Regions from separate parts of the Mus musculus genome. Here region 1 is linked to region 2. The links are chromatin contacts, called in public promoter capture Hi-C maps. All regions are on one chromosome and are shown on one strand. Each heading gives the region's core, a stretch centred on a gene start, on an enhancer-like site or on the middle of the called end of the contact. The rest is flanking DNA. Distances are from core to core; before and after follow the strand shown. Region 1 holds the start of Cpne1 (copine I). Region 2 holds the start of Acss2 (acyl-CoA synthetase short-chain family member 2).

Evidence for each region. Promoter capture Hi-C pulls out the DNA fragments that hold promoters and counts their contacts.
Region 1: a contact with region 2 is called in a promoter capture Hi-C map of hippocampal neurons, with 3 times the contacts expected there. The contact joins the promoter of Cpne1 here to the promoter of Acss2 in region 2. A contact is called at or near these places in 4 of 39 promoter capture datasets (cranial neural crest, hippocampal neurons and liver).

What each region holds. Positions count from the first base shown.
Region 1 is chr2:156,110,624-156,117,297 of GRCm38.p6, forward strand. Cpne1 (copine I) reads right to left here and starts at 1,342. Exons shown (of 16, transcript NM_170590.3): 1 at 1,163-1,342. Rbm12 (RNA binding motif protein 12) reads right to left here and starts at 1,342. Exons shown (of 3, transcript NM_029397.3): 1 at 1,163-1,342.
Region 2 is chr2:155,516,771-155,522,842 of GRCm38.p6, forward strand. Acss2 (acyl-CoA synthetase short-chain family member 2) reads left to right here and starts at 1,273. Exons shown (of 18, transcript NM_019811.3): 1 at 1,273-1,514; 2 at 5,211-5,406. The coding sequence starts at 1,337.

The DNA.
Region 1 (6,674 bases), core at 92-2,591, 590 kb after region 2:
AAAAAGCCCTGAAAGAAATAGTCTCTCCCTTGAGTTGCCATCCATCCTAGTTTTTTCCCACCAAGTCATATAATAAGATTCGCATCAACTTAAATCTTAACGTACACAATAAAATGGTTTCTGCCAACTGCACACACTCAGTCATCTCGGAATCTAGGAGCCAAGAAGGCTTTAGGACCCAGAATACTTCTGCAACACAGCCTGTAATTCGCAACTTTATCTACCAGAATGAATGGATCTTTAGCACTTGAATAAACCACAGGGGACTCCTTAGAACTTCCAATAAAACACACACTTAGGTTACTAACTCGCTTACTAACACGGGCACTCCAACCTGCTACGTTAGTCCATACCCCAATACTAACCTGTAGATCTTTAAAATGCCTTTCCTTCTATTTTACGCGGCTGCAAAGTGGCGCCGCCAACCTTCAGACAGTAAGTAAGCTATCTAAGACACCCACCCTCCTTCCTCCAACTCCCAAAGGTGCTGCAGATAGCAGCCCCTCCCCTAGTTGGGAATCAAGGACCAGCCATCCTAGCTACAATTCTTCAAGCCTCTCCGACCTACAGGGCGGCTCCAATCACCTACACTTAGGAAGCCCCTCCTCAGCGCTAGACCTAGGAAGCTATACACTGCAATCCCTGCACCTCCAGGCCCTAAAAGCGACCGGTTCCCAGCCTCCCAGGACACCTTTCCTCCCCATAGGAATGTCCCTAGTGTAGTCCACTTTTGCAGGTCATAGGCCACTAGGACCTCTTCACTTCGGGGCAGAGGTGAGAGTTAAAACCTCGTTCCCGCTTAAAGCCAACGAAGCCTTCCCCACTAAGCGTGCAGGCGTTTTCATCGCAATCCCCCCCCCCCCGACCCGGTAGTTCGCAGGCCGCGAGGCCACCCGATGCTGGCCGCTTCCCCTCTCAGGACCACCGGGCATCCCCGCTAAGGCCCTGCTCCCACTTCGGCACGCAGACTCCACCTTTCGCATCCTCGGAGGCCCCGGAGCGTGAGCGGCGCCCCAGGACCCCCGCAGCCCCGCCGCGACCCTTTGTGTTGGGCGCTCGCGGCCGCGGGCTCCGAGGCCTGGGAAGGCCCCGCCCCGAGGCACCAAGGAGGCGGCTCGAGCCCCGCACAGCCCCGCCCGTTCCGGGGCTGCGGGAGTCTTACCGGGGAGAGCTTGCGCGGCACCAGAACCCAGACCCGAGTTACCCCCCGCGCGAGTGCCTCAGCCCTGCGGCCGACAGCCCCAGCCCGAACGGCTTTCCCGGAGCCCACTGCAGCCAACACCTCCACAGCCGCTTCACAAAATGGCCGCCCGCCCGCTCCGGCGCTCCGCGTTCCCGGAGTAGGCGGGGCGCCGCTGCCGACGTCACCTGATGGGAGACGCAGGCGCGCTGAGGATTTGGGGTGGGGGCAAAAGCTCGGAAGTTGCAGGTATTTGTGGTGAACCCGGTATTTTAGTAGCTGTTTGCAAAGTCAGACCTGAAGCTATTGTCCAAGGTTCCTTGCAGAGCTTTTAAAGTACAGGCTCCTTTGGCTCTTGGAGACCCCCGTGAAGGGAGAAAAACAATGCCTTCACTGCAGAACTGTCTTGAGGATTAAACGCACCAAGAAGCAAAAGCTTGAACCTTTTTTTGACTATTGAAAAAAAAAAAAATGGGAGGCAGAGGCAGGCGAATTCTGAGTTCGAGGCCAGCCTGGGCTACAGAGTGAGTTCCAGGACAGCCAGGACTATACAGAGAAACCCTGTCTCGAAAAACCAAAAAAGAAAGAAAGAAAGAAAGAAAGAAAGAAAGAAAGAAAGAAAGAAAGAAAGAAAGAAAGAAAGAAAGAAAGAAAGAAAGAAAGAAAGAAAGAAAGAAAGAAAGAAAGAAAGAAAGAAAGAAAGAAAGAAAGAAAGAAAGAGAAAGAAAGAGAGAGAAAGAAAAGAAAGAAAGAAAGAAAGAAAAAGGAAGGAAGGAAGGAAGAGAAAGAAAGAAAGAAAGAAAGAAAGAAAGAAAGAAAGAAAGAAAGAAAGAAAGAAAGAAAGAAAGAAAGAAAGAAAGAAAGAAAGAAAGAAAGAAAGAGAAAATAATCCTGCTTGGCAGTGGTGGCACAAGCCTCTAATCCCCGCACTTGGGAGGCAGAGGCAGGCAGATTTCTGAGTTTGAGACCAGCCAGCACTACACAGAGAAACCCTGTCTTAAACACACACAGAAAGAAAGAAAGAAAGAAAGAAAGAAAGAAAGAAAGAAAGAAAGAAAGAGAGAGAGAGAGAGAGAGAGAGAGAGAGAGAGAGAGAGAGAGAGAGAGAGAGAGAGAGAGAGAGAGAGAGAGAAAGGAAGAAAGGAAGGAAGGAAGGAAGGAAGGAAGGAAGGAAGGAAGGAAGGAAGAGAAAATATTCTTCTGCCATGGGGCTGGAGAGATGTCTCAAAGGTTAAAAGCTCATACTGCTCTTCCTGGCATCTTAAATTCTATGAGCTACATGGAGTGGCTCACAACCTCCTGTAACTCCAGCCTCAAATCTGACTCCCTCCTCTGGCCTCTGTAGGCAGCGACACTAATATGTACAAACTCTCACACAGAGACATTAATAAAAATAAATATAAAAAGAGTAAAATATCTTTCAATATTTCCTATAATCCCCAGTATTTGATTATACAGGGAGACCTAGGCTCTACCAGACTCTGCCCCTTGATTTTGTGTGTGTGTGTGTGCGAGAGAGAGAGAGAGAGAGAGAGAGAGAGAGAGAGAGAGAGAGAGAGAGAGAGAGAGAGAGAGCGCATGCGCGCGGGCAAATAAGAGGGATGGAGAGAGAGAGGAGAGAGACAGAGAGAAAGAGAGAAAGAAAGAGATTTTCTTGCCTCTATCTCCTGGAATTTTGGTGTGTACCTCCTTGTCTGGACCTAAGCTTTTCATAGTCACTGTGCCTTAAGATCAGGATCAAAAGCCTGTGACTTCCATTTCTGAATTGTTGTTCATTCCAGACTAAAAGTCCTAGAGAAGTCAATAACCCAGTAATAATGATGCCTAATATAATAGAACTATTCTGTGTTAAATGGCAAATGAATAAACAATAAGCTTAGCTGGGTAGGACCAAGCCCCAAGGTCACCACGCCCTTAATCTGCTTGAACAAGGGATTCAGCTCCATTTCCCTACCTGAACCGGATATTTTATATTTTTTCCTTTCTAAGCTTGCTACGCTTGTTCAAAATGCTCTTCATGAGACTTTCCCAGAGAACAAAGTCTCTAAAAAAGTTGGGCTTTTTTGAGATTTCCTTTGTCAATGTAATTAATATAAATCCCTTTACCTTAGCCTCAGCCAGACTCCTCATACAAGGGCAAAAAGTGACATATTCTTCTCCAAAATATCACAAGAGCAGTCTCTAGGCCACATACTGAAATTCTTCTTCACTGAAACCTCTTGGGCCATATCTACACAGTTGAAATCACCCTCAGCACCTATGTCTTCCATATTCTTCCTAGGATAGCCCTTTAAGCCCCACTTAAACCATTCCACTGTTTCCCAAATCCAAATCCCCAAAATCTACCTTCCTCCCAACAAAAACATGGTCAGGCCTATCACAGCAATACCCCACACCTAATACCAACTTCTGCCTTAATTAGGGATTTACTGCTGTGAACAGAAACTATGACTGAGGCAACTCTTATAAGGCCAACATTTTTTTTTAAGATTTATTTATTTATTTATTATATGTAAGTCTTAATAGCGTTCGCGCGCCCGACGAGGAAGAACACAACAGACCAGAATCTTCTGCGGCAAAACTTTATTGCTTACATCTTCAGGAGCTAGGAGCGCAAACCCCCAGCCCCAAAAGCGAAAGCCCCTTCAATAATCTTTAGGAGCCAGAGCTCCGGCGCGCTAAAGCGCAGAGCGCGCTCTATTGTTTACATCTTTAGGCAGCGAGAGAGCGCAGGGCGCGCAGAGCCAGAGAGATGCCAGCGAGAGAGAATGGCGGAAACCCGTCTCCTTTTTAGGAGAGTTATATTTCGCCTAGGACGCATCACTGCCTGATTGGCTGCAGCCCATGGCCGAGCTGACGTTCACGGGAAAAGCAGAGTACAAGTAGTCGTAAAATACCCTTGGCACATGCGCAGATTATTTGTTTACCACTTAGAACACAGGATGTCAGCGCCATCTTGTGACGGCGAATGTGGGGGCGGCTCCCAACATCTCCCCCTTTCCTTTTAATAAGAGCAAATAGGCCACCCAACTAATGAGAGTGGAGATAGAGGTCAAATCCCCAGTGTGTAGGTAAAGGAGCCATGTACAGGATTAGCTCTTAGGCTCACAGGCTTTTACCCAGAGCAACCCTGACCTGCTCCCGTGTCGTTTTGCCTGGAGAGAAGGACACTTGGACACTCAACCTTCTTGAAAGATGACATGTCTCCCTAGAATAGGCTCATATATGCCGTAGAGCCTTTCTACTGCAGTGCTTAGCCGTGCAACTCTCTCGGGCTGCTGAAGCACACTCACTCTATCCCGTGCAATGAGTCTAGCCTCGTGAGATGTAAGAGCTGAGTGGCCAGCGACCTATTGCCTAAGCATAGATATATCAGGGGAAGCTCCATGTTCTAGTCCTGTAAGCGCCTGGGCAATAACCACCTTGTCTCTCCTAGTTTGGGCCTTAAGCTTACAGACCAATCAAAGAAGCAACACTAATCCACAGCAAAGTGTATCTCCAAATAATATTAATCCCACCCATTCTTTAAAGAAGGGAAATGCTGAGGAGATCCAATTGGGTAATCTTTTGGTCAGGGACAGGTCCAAGCGCGTGGAGTTGACCTGAAGTCTCAATTCTCGAAGGATCTGTTCAAATTCAGCCGTCCAATTCTGTAACATATACTGAAAAAGACTTTTTGACAAATTAGCTGTCCTAGTAAATTTCTCATACTGAATGGAAGTAACACACAATCTCGGAAACTTTTGTTTACACCCCAGCTGAGCTATTTGCCATAATACATCTAGTTGTTCCTAGACAAGATCTATGAGTTGATTAACCAGCATGAGACCTCCCTGTATCTTGACATTAGCTGAGGCCTGTTTATCTATGACTGTAGTCACTGAGGCTGACAAAGTGTTAATGGTGTCAGTTGTCTGGACCTGTCCAGACAGAGCCAAGGCTGTCTGAATCAAGGCTAAACCCAGTTCCTAGTTAGTGTAAAAAGGCAGGAGAATACTTGAGCATTATACATCACCGTCATTGGGAGTGGAAATGTCGACATTATCCCCCAACGCTGCTCTCTCTTTATTATTGACGCCCTGGACATCACCAAGACGAGGGACATCAGTATTCCCTTGGTCAGTCTGGATTTTTCGGGTGAGTCTTTCTGGTATCCAAAATGGGTTGTCTTCATTCTGTGGGAAAACACAGATAGCTCCCCTGGATCTTATCAAAATAGGATCCAGGCCATACCATTTATTATCAAGGACATTTTTCCATTTAACCATCTCATTGGGCCTATCTGGCTCTGTACAATGACGTTTAGTCGCAGTATGGCCATGAGCATCAATATTTAAAAAATTGAGTGTAAAGAGTGCCATAGACACAGACACTCTTGGTGCTCGGGGTAAAATCTCTTCAATTCCCCTCTTCTGTTTTATAAGATAGGCTTTGAGGGTGCGATGCGCACGCTCAACAATACCCTGTCCTTGAGGGTTGTATGGAAGTCCAGTCAGGTGGGTTACGTCCATCTTACGGCAGAACTGCTGAAATTTTTGAGACGTATAAGCTGGTCCATTATCAGTCTTAAGGAGTTTGGGTTTCCCCCAAGCACTCCATGTCTCAAGGCAATGTTGAATCATATGTGAGGCTTTTTTTCCGGTTAACGGAGAAGCAAACATGATGCCAGAACATGTGTCAATGGACACATGGAGATATTGAAGTTTTCTAAAGGAAGAAACATGTGTAACATCCATTTGCCAGACCTGTAGAGGTCGAATACCGCGTGGGTTAATTCCCACATGAGGAACTGGCAAGAACTCACAGCAGCTTTGACATTGAGTAACAATGTCACGGGCTTCTTTTCTTGTCAAGGAGAAACGACTGCGTAATGTTTCAGCCGTCACATGAAAATTGTTATGAAAATTTCTTGCAGCCTCTACCGGGGATGATAGGGCAGCAGCCACCACTTTAGTGGCCTTATCTGCCAAATCATTTTCCAGAGCCATGGGGCCAGGTAGGCCTGAATGGGCTCTAACATGAGTAATATAAACAGGAAATCTTCTAGATAACAAAACTAATTGTATCTGCTGAAAAATATTGGCAACTCTACTGGAAGGCTTAATCACTCCAGCCACTTCTAAAAGATTTACTGCATTAACCACATAACAGGAATCTGACACAATATTAAGGGGTTCTAAAAAGGTTTTTAAAACTTCTAAAACCACTAAACATTCTACCACTTGAGGTGAATTTTTATTATATTGTTTGGATACCACTTTACCATTAGCCACATAGGCACCTATGCCAGTTTTTGATCTATCAGTATATACCACAATCCCATTTTTAAGTGGGTTTCTTACTGTTATTTGTGGAAAAACAACAGATTGATTTTGGGCAAACTGTAAAATTGGATGTTTTGGATAATGGTTATCTATTTGTCCTGAAAAGGAGGTAACTAAAACTGCCCAATCATTAGATGTGGCTGCCAAGGTTTGAACCTGTGCAGCGGTAT
Region 2 (6,072 bases), core at 23-2,522:
TGTTTTTCAGTTTAGGGTGGGCTAAGCATATGGTCAGTTGGACAAAGATCAGTGTAGCAGGTGAGTTGATGGGTCACAAGCCCTAAGTAGACATTAAATGGCAGGAGCTGGCTGCTTCAGACCTCAGATTCACTCTTGTAGCTAAATAATTAAAGATCCTTGTTTTGACAGTCTGAATTGTAAGATGAGGTAGTCCTTGGTGATAACTGTAGGAAGGAAGTGGAGGGTGTCCTGCTCGGCTTCCTTTTGGGTGAAGAGGATAGAGGGACGCCAGAGGGAAGTAAACTCAATTTGTGGCAGATAGGTGTGTACTTAGGTGAATTAAAGAATGTAATTTTTCCTCTTTATACTTGTATTATTTTATATTGCATAGACCTTGTATTTTAAGATCTGGCTTTCTGTTTATGTTAGTAAAAACAAACAATACAAGAACTCAGATCTGACCATAACTTGATCTTTATCTGCTCCCCGACTTTGTGACATTTCCCTTCCTTTTCTGAATTTACCTTTAGTGCTAAGAGAATTTGTGCGTTTGGAGCCAATATCTGAAGGATCCTCCTCGTCTTCACTTAAGAGTCTTGTACTTTACATCAGGATGGAGATTTATGGAGGCAAAAAGAATGACATGTCCTAAGAGGTGGGAGAGAATCAGAACGAGTTAGCAGGAAGGTTCATATTGGGGATCTGTGCCCTCAAGGTCGCGGAGGAATTTTTCCATGGGAACGGAATAGGGGTGCTGTTCGGTGGGAGACTGTGGAGTGTCACCCAGAAGGAACTGTACTGCACTTGGCTATCCAACTCTGGAGTGACAGGATCACGCAATCAGACCACGGTAATTGCACAACGGATGACACAATGCCTCTTATTAGCCAGCCTTTCATGTCTCAAGCTGCGCGGCGCCGTAACCCAACCCTTGTCACTCCAAGACCCTAACTTGGTCACTCCACAGCCTTGCCTCCTCTCGTGTCACATCCAGCCGGGCTACACCCCATCACTCCACGGGCCCGCCTCCTCGCCTGTCACCTCTGGCCCCGCCCCTCCACTGTCATTCCAAGGCCCCACCCCTCTCCTGTCATTCCCTGACCATTCCTTCTGCTTTCACTACGGCTCCACCCCTTCCGGCAAGACAGCTCCGCCCTTACCCCTTGTCTTCAGCGGTTTTTGCTGACCCCGCCCCTTCACGCACGGCCCTACCCACTATTGGATGCCTAGAGCACGGCCTCTAGCCTCAGGCTCCGCCCTCACCCGAGGCCCCGCCTCTAGGGTCGACCTGTTTTCCCCGCCCCGGCACCCGCAGCGACCGCAACGGCGGACAAGGTGTTCGGAACTTGATGCGATGGGGCTTCCCGAGGAGCGGCGCAAGAGCGGCAGTGGAAGCCGGGCTCGTGAGGAGACCGGCGCCGAGGGCCGGGTGCGGGGTTGGTCCCCGCCGCCGGAGGTCAGACGCTCGGCGCACGTCCCCTCTCTGCAGCGCTACCGCGAGCTGCACCGGCGTTCTGTGGAGGAGCCACGGGGTGAGGCTGGGCCCGAGCGACTCTTGGGGGCGCCAGTGAGCAGAGGAGCGGGAGTCCGAGGGAGATTTACCGAGCTCCGTTAGAAAGGGAGGAGATGGAGGGTCCCTGAGGGACATGGAAAAGGGATTCGAAAGAGATGGCGTTCTGTGAGAAGAAGGAGGCATCTGTGAGGCGAGACTTCCTAGAAGTTGGGGCACTCTCTGGCGACTTGGCAGTTTTGGGAGATGCGAGTTTTCACGAGGAGATGCGGGTTCCGTGAGAAGAAGCGGGGATCGGTGAGGAGAAAGTTCCCTGAGAGAGCCCTCGAGGTGAAAGGAAGGGCTCCAAGGAGCAAGGGTGAACCTTGAGGGAAGGAGAGCCCTGAAGAGAATCACCTTTGCCTCCAATTCAACCATGCCTCCCTCAGACCTTTAACGAATGCACCCATCTCGTTTTGCTCAGCGTCAGTGCAAGTCTGTTTCCCATCTAGGAGTCCTGCCTCTGTGTAAAATGACAGCAATCCCAATACACAACTGTACGAGTTGTCAGTATGCCGATGCTTTGGTTGTTTTGATGGTATAGTGAACAAAACAAGACGGAGTGAGGTTTACCACCAAGCCTGTTTGTTTTGTTTTGTTTTGTTTTGTTTTGTTTTGTTTTTTTGCTTAAAAAAACCAAAATTGGATCTAAATTCTAGTAACTCAGAGTCTGAGAGACAATTCTATGCCTTGACACGTTCTTAAGTGTCAGGACAGTTTAGGGTGCAAAACCACGATCTGGCCAGGCCTTTAATCCCGTGCACTGGGGAGGCAGAGGCAGGTCTTTGTAAGTTCAAGGCCAGCCTGCTCTACGTAGGTAGTTCCAGAACAGCCACGGCTCCATAGTGAGACTCTGGCCTACCACCACGTCCTGGCTGAGAGGGAGCATGATATTTGGTAGTAAGGTAAACACAAGCCACAAATCCTGCCCGAAAAATACATACATAGCTTTGCTTGCAGTCTTAGGCAGATTTAAAAACTTATATTGAATGTATTCATCTCTAAGATAGGAAAGCTAACACTAGATTCATAAATTAAAAAGTCCAAAGTGGGTAATAAAAGGGTCCATTATCGAATAGTTGATACCCAGCAGACATTAAATAAGTAATGATTTAAATGTTTAAGAACAATGTGGATGAGGCAGATACTGAACAATGCAAAACATTATCGAATCAATTGCGAAGTTGTTCATTGCTACAAGTAGTGTCCAACTTTGAGTCCTCGGGTGTCTTTTCCATTCTCTTTCTGTGTATTTTCTTCTATTGCGACTTACATCTATTTCCCTGGGGTAAGCTAGCACTACACAGTAATTCCTCTTCCATGTATATAGCCTCACACCGTGATTTTCACTTACATTTTGTTCCCAAGTTTCACAGGACTATAGACAATTTATTTGTATTTCACACACTTTTTTTTTAATTTCACACACTTTGATGATGTTATACTGAGCAAAACAAGTCTGTGAGTAAGGTTTACAAATCTGCTTTCTTCCCCAATTTATTCTTTTCTTTCTTGCCCTAATTTTCTGGTAGTGTCAATGGCATTATCCTAAACTATAAATTTCTTCTATCATCATCTTCTCATATCACTTTTACACCTTATGAATTATTATTGTTTACTAAGCAGTATTTCAGTTTGATTTGATGTAGGTACAACCCACATTTTACAGAGAAGGAAACTGAAGCTTAGAAAGACTGACGTACACAAGGTCCTAAAGCAAGGCTTTCATGGAGTTAGGATTTAAACCAACATCACCTTGACTGGAGAACCTATACTCTGAATATTATGCTATTCTCAGACTCCACAACTTGTGTTTCACCAAATTCTGTCAATACTACTTAAAAATCTCTCTCAGACTGACCCTTTCTTCCATTCACATAGATACCTTAATCAAGAAAGCAGAAAGCAGTCTCCTAATTTGTCCCCTCCTCCCTAGTCTTAACACCTTCAGTTGTTCCAGTAGACTTATCTAAAACCAGGAGGCTGATATTCTGGGAACACCGCTTTCATATGTCATTGTAAAAATCGTTCTGTGCATCTGTGTATGTGTGAAGGTCTTAGATCATAGTCCCGGCTGGCTTCTTTAAAAAATGGTCACTCAGTATTTTATTATATTACAATTTATATATAGAGAGAGACCATGTACATATATAATTACTAGTTTTTACCACTTTTTAATTGTTGGACTTTGGAGTTTATTTTAAGGTGTGTGTGTGTGTGTGTGTGTGTGTGTGTGTGTGTGTGTGTTGACTAGAGGACAACTTTGGTGGCTCAGCAAGCCCCAGAGATCTACCTGTCTCTGCCCTCAAAGCACTAGAATGACAAATGAGTGGCCATATTCCAGATCCTCGTGCTTGTGTGGCAGTCACGTTACAAACTGAACTATTTCTCCAGCCCTAGATTTATTGTTTATGAATTCCTTATAGTCGGTGTTTCATGTAGCCCAGGCTGGCCTCAAATTTCATGTTAGCTAAGGCTGGCTTTGAACTCCTGATTCTCTGGCTCTACCTTCTAAGCAGTAGGATTACAGGCCTACATTATTGTACCCTTTTCTAGTTTCACTATTGTAGTGTTGCTATAAAAACCTTTCTGGTAATGCCTTCTTCCCTCTTTGGGGTTATTTTCTTGATATATATATATCAAATAAATATTCTAAAAAGTTTTATAACTTCTCTTTGTTAGACATTTGTTACAGTGTTGTTGATATATAAAAGTATTTAAAGTATTTGATTCCCTAGACAAACCTCACATAGCCAAGCATAGGGTTAAATTTTTAAAAAATCTTGTCTTATAGGTATACATTCAGTAGCACCTTGGGTTTATTTAATTTTTATTTCCTTAATAGATTGAAAGGTGGCATACCATGTGATTTAGCTTTCAATTATATTATCTAGTCCCACTATGCCAAATTGTGAATTAATTTCTGCTGATATTTTCATTATTTTCAGTGTTTCAGCCTCAAATCATAAAATAGTTTCAAATCTCACTTGGTTTCCTCTCATACAATTTTCATTTGTTTCCAGAGTTAAATATATACCTATCTTTTGGAAATTAGTGAGAATGTCTTCTCAGGGAAATTCAAGTCTTGACTTAGTAACCTGCAAAATCATACTTGTATAAGTAGTTATAAGAGGAAATGCTCAATAAACAATAACTAAGAAATAATGAACAAACTAAGCAAAGAGATGATTGTGGAAGACTTTATGGGTAAAGAATTTATTTATTTTTTGTTGTTGATTGACTACTGGATACTGGTCATTGTGCTAGGTACTACGTGGATATGATTTAAATAGGTGGTAAAATCTGAATAGATGCTTTTGAATGTGTGTGTGTGTGCTAGAAACAAAGTCTCATAGCGCATGCTGGCTTTGAACTCCCTGTGTAAAGACTGATCTTGAACTCCTGATAATTCTGCCTCTACCTCCCAGGTGCTTGGATCATAATAGGCATGTGGCAACACTCTTGGCTCTGGATAGTTAGCTTTGAGTATACAAGGAATAATTTGGATCAACATTTGGGAATAGCCTGTAGGTGCGAGAATAATAGATGACTAGGGTCGACAAATAATGAGTCCTAGGACAGGGTGATTGTAACTTGGTCCTGTACATGTACTAGTAATGCATTTAATGATAAATATGTTTGGTACTTAGGGATATGTGGACATCTCTTTTTGTTGCAGAGTTTTGGGGAAACATTGCCAAGGAATTTTACTGGAAAACCGCATGCCCTGGCCCATTCCTCCAGTACAACTTTGATGTGACTAAAGGGAAAATATTCACTGAGTGGATGAAAGGAGCAACTACAAACATCTGCTACAACGTGCTGGATCGAAATGTCCATGAGAAAAAACTTGGCGACAAAGTTGCTTTTTACTGGTAAAAATATTTATAGTCTATGGCAGAGAACAATCTCAAATTTATATAGCATTTTATAATTCACAGTGTGCTTTATCATTAAAATTTTAAAAATATTATTAAAATTAACTAATTGCATGTGGGTGGCATGTGAGTCAGAGGTCCGAGGGCACCTTTCAGGAGTTGGTTCTGTCATTCACATTGTGGGTTGTAGGGGTTGAACTCAGAGCATCAGGCTTGTAGACAAAGGCCTTTTACCTGCTGGTATCTTGCTACCCCGTACCTGCAACGCCAGATATCTTGAGATAGAGTCTTACTGTAAAATCCTGGCTGGTCTGGTATTTGGTAGGTAATGCAAACTAGTTTTGAACTTGCAATAACCCTCCTGCTTCAGCCTCCTAACTGATGGAATTACATTTGTGTGCCATCCACACTGGACTGTCACAAAGTACTTCAAATTCCATAAATTTACTTGATGCTTACAATAATGAAAAAGAGTAAGCAGTGCATCATTAATTTGATATTTCAGTAAGGAAAAATAAATCAAAGAAGTTAAATTATTTTGTTCAAATCACATAACTACTGGGTAGTGGTCAACATAAAATCAAGTGGCCCGCCTATTCTTGGTTTATGGCTACAGATGAGGAGAATGGGCATATAGGAGAGAACAGGATTTGGTTGCTTTTT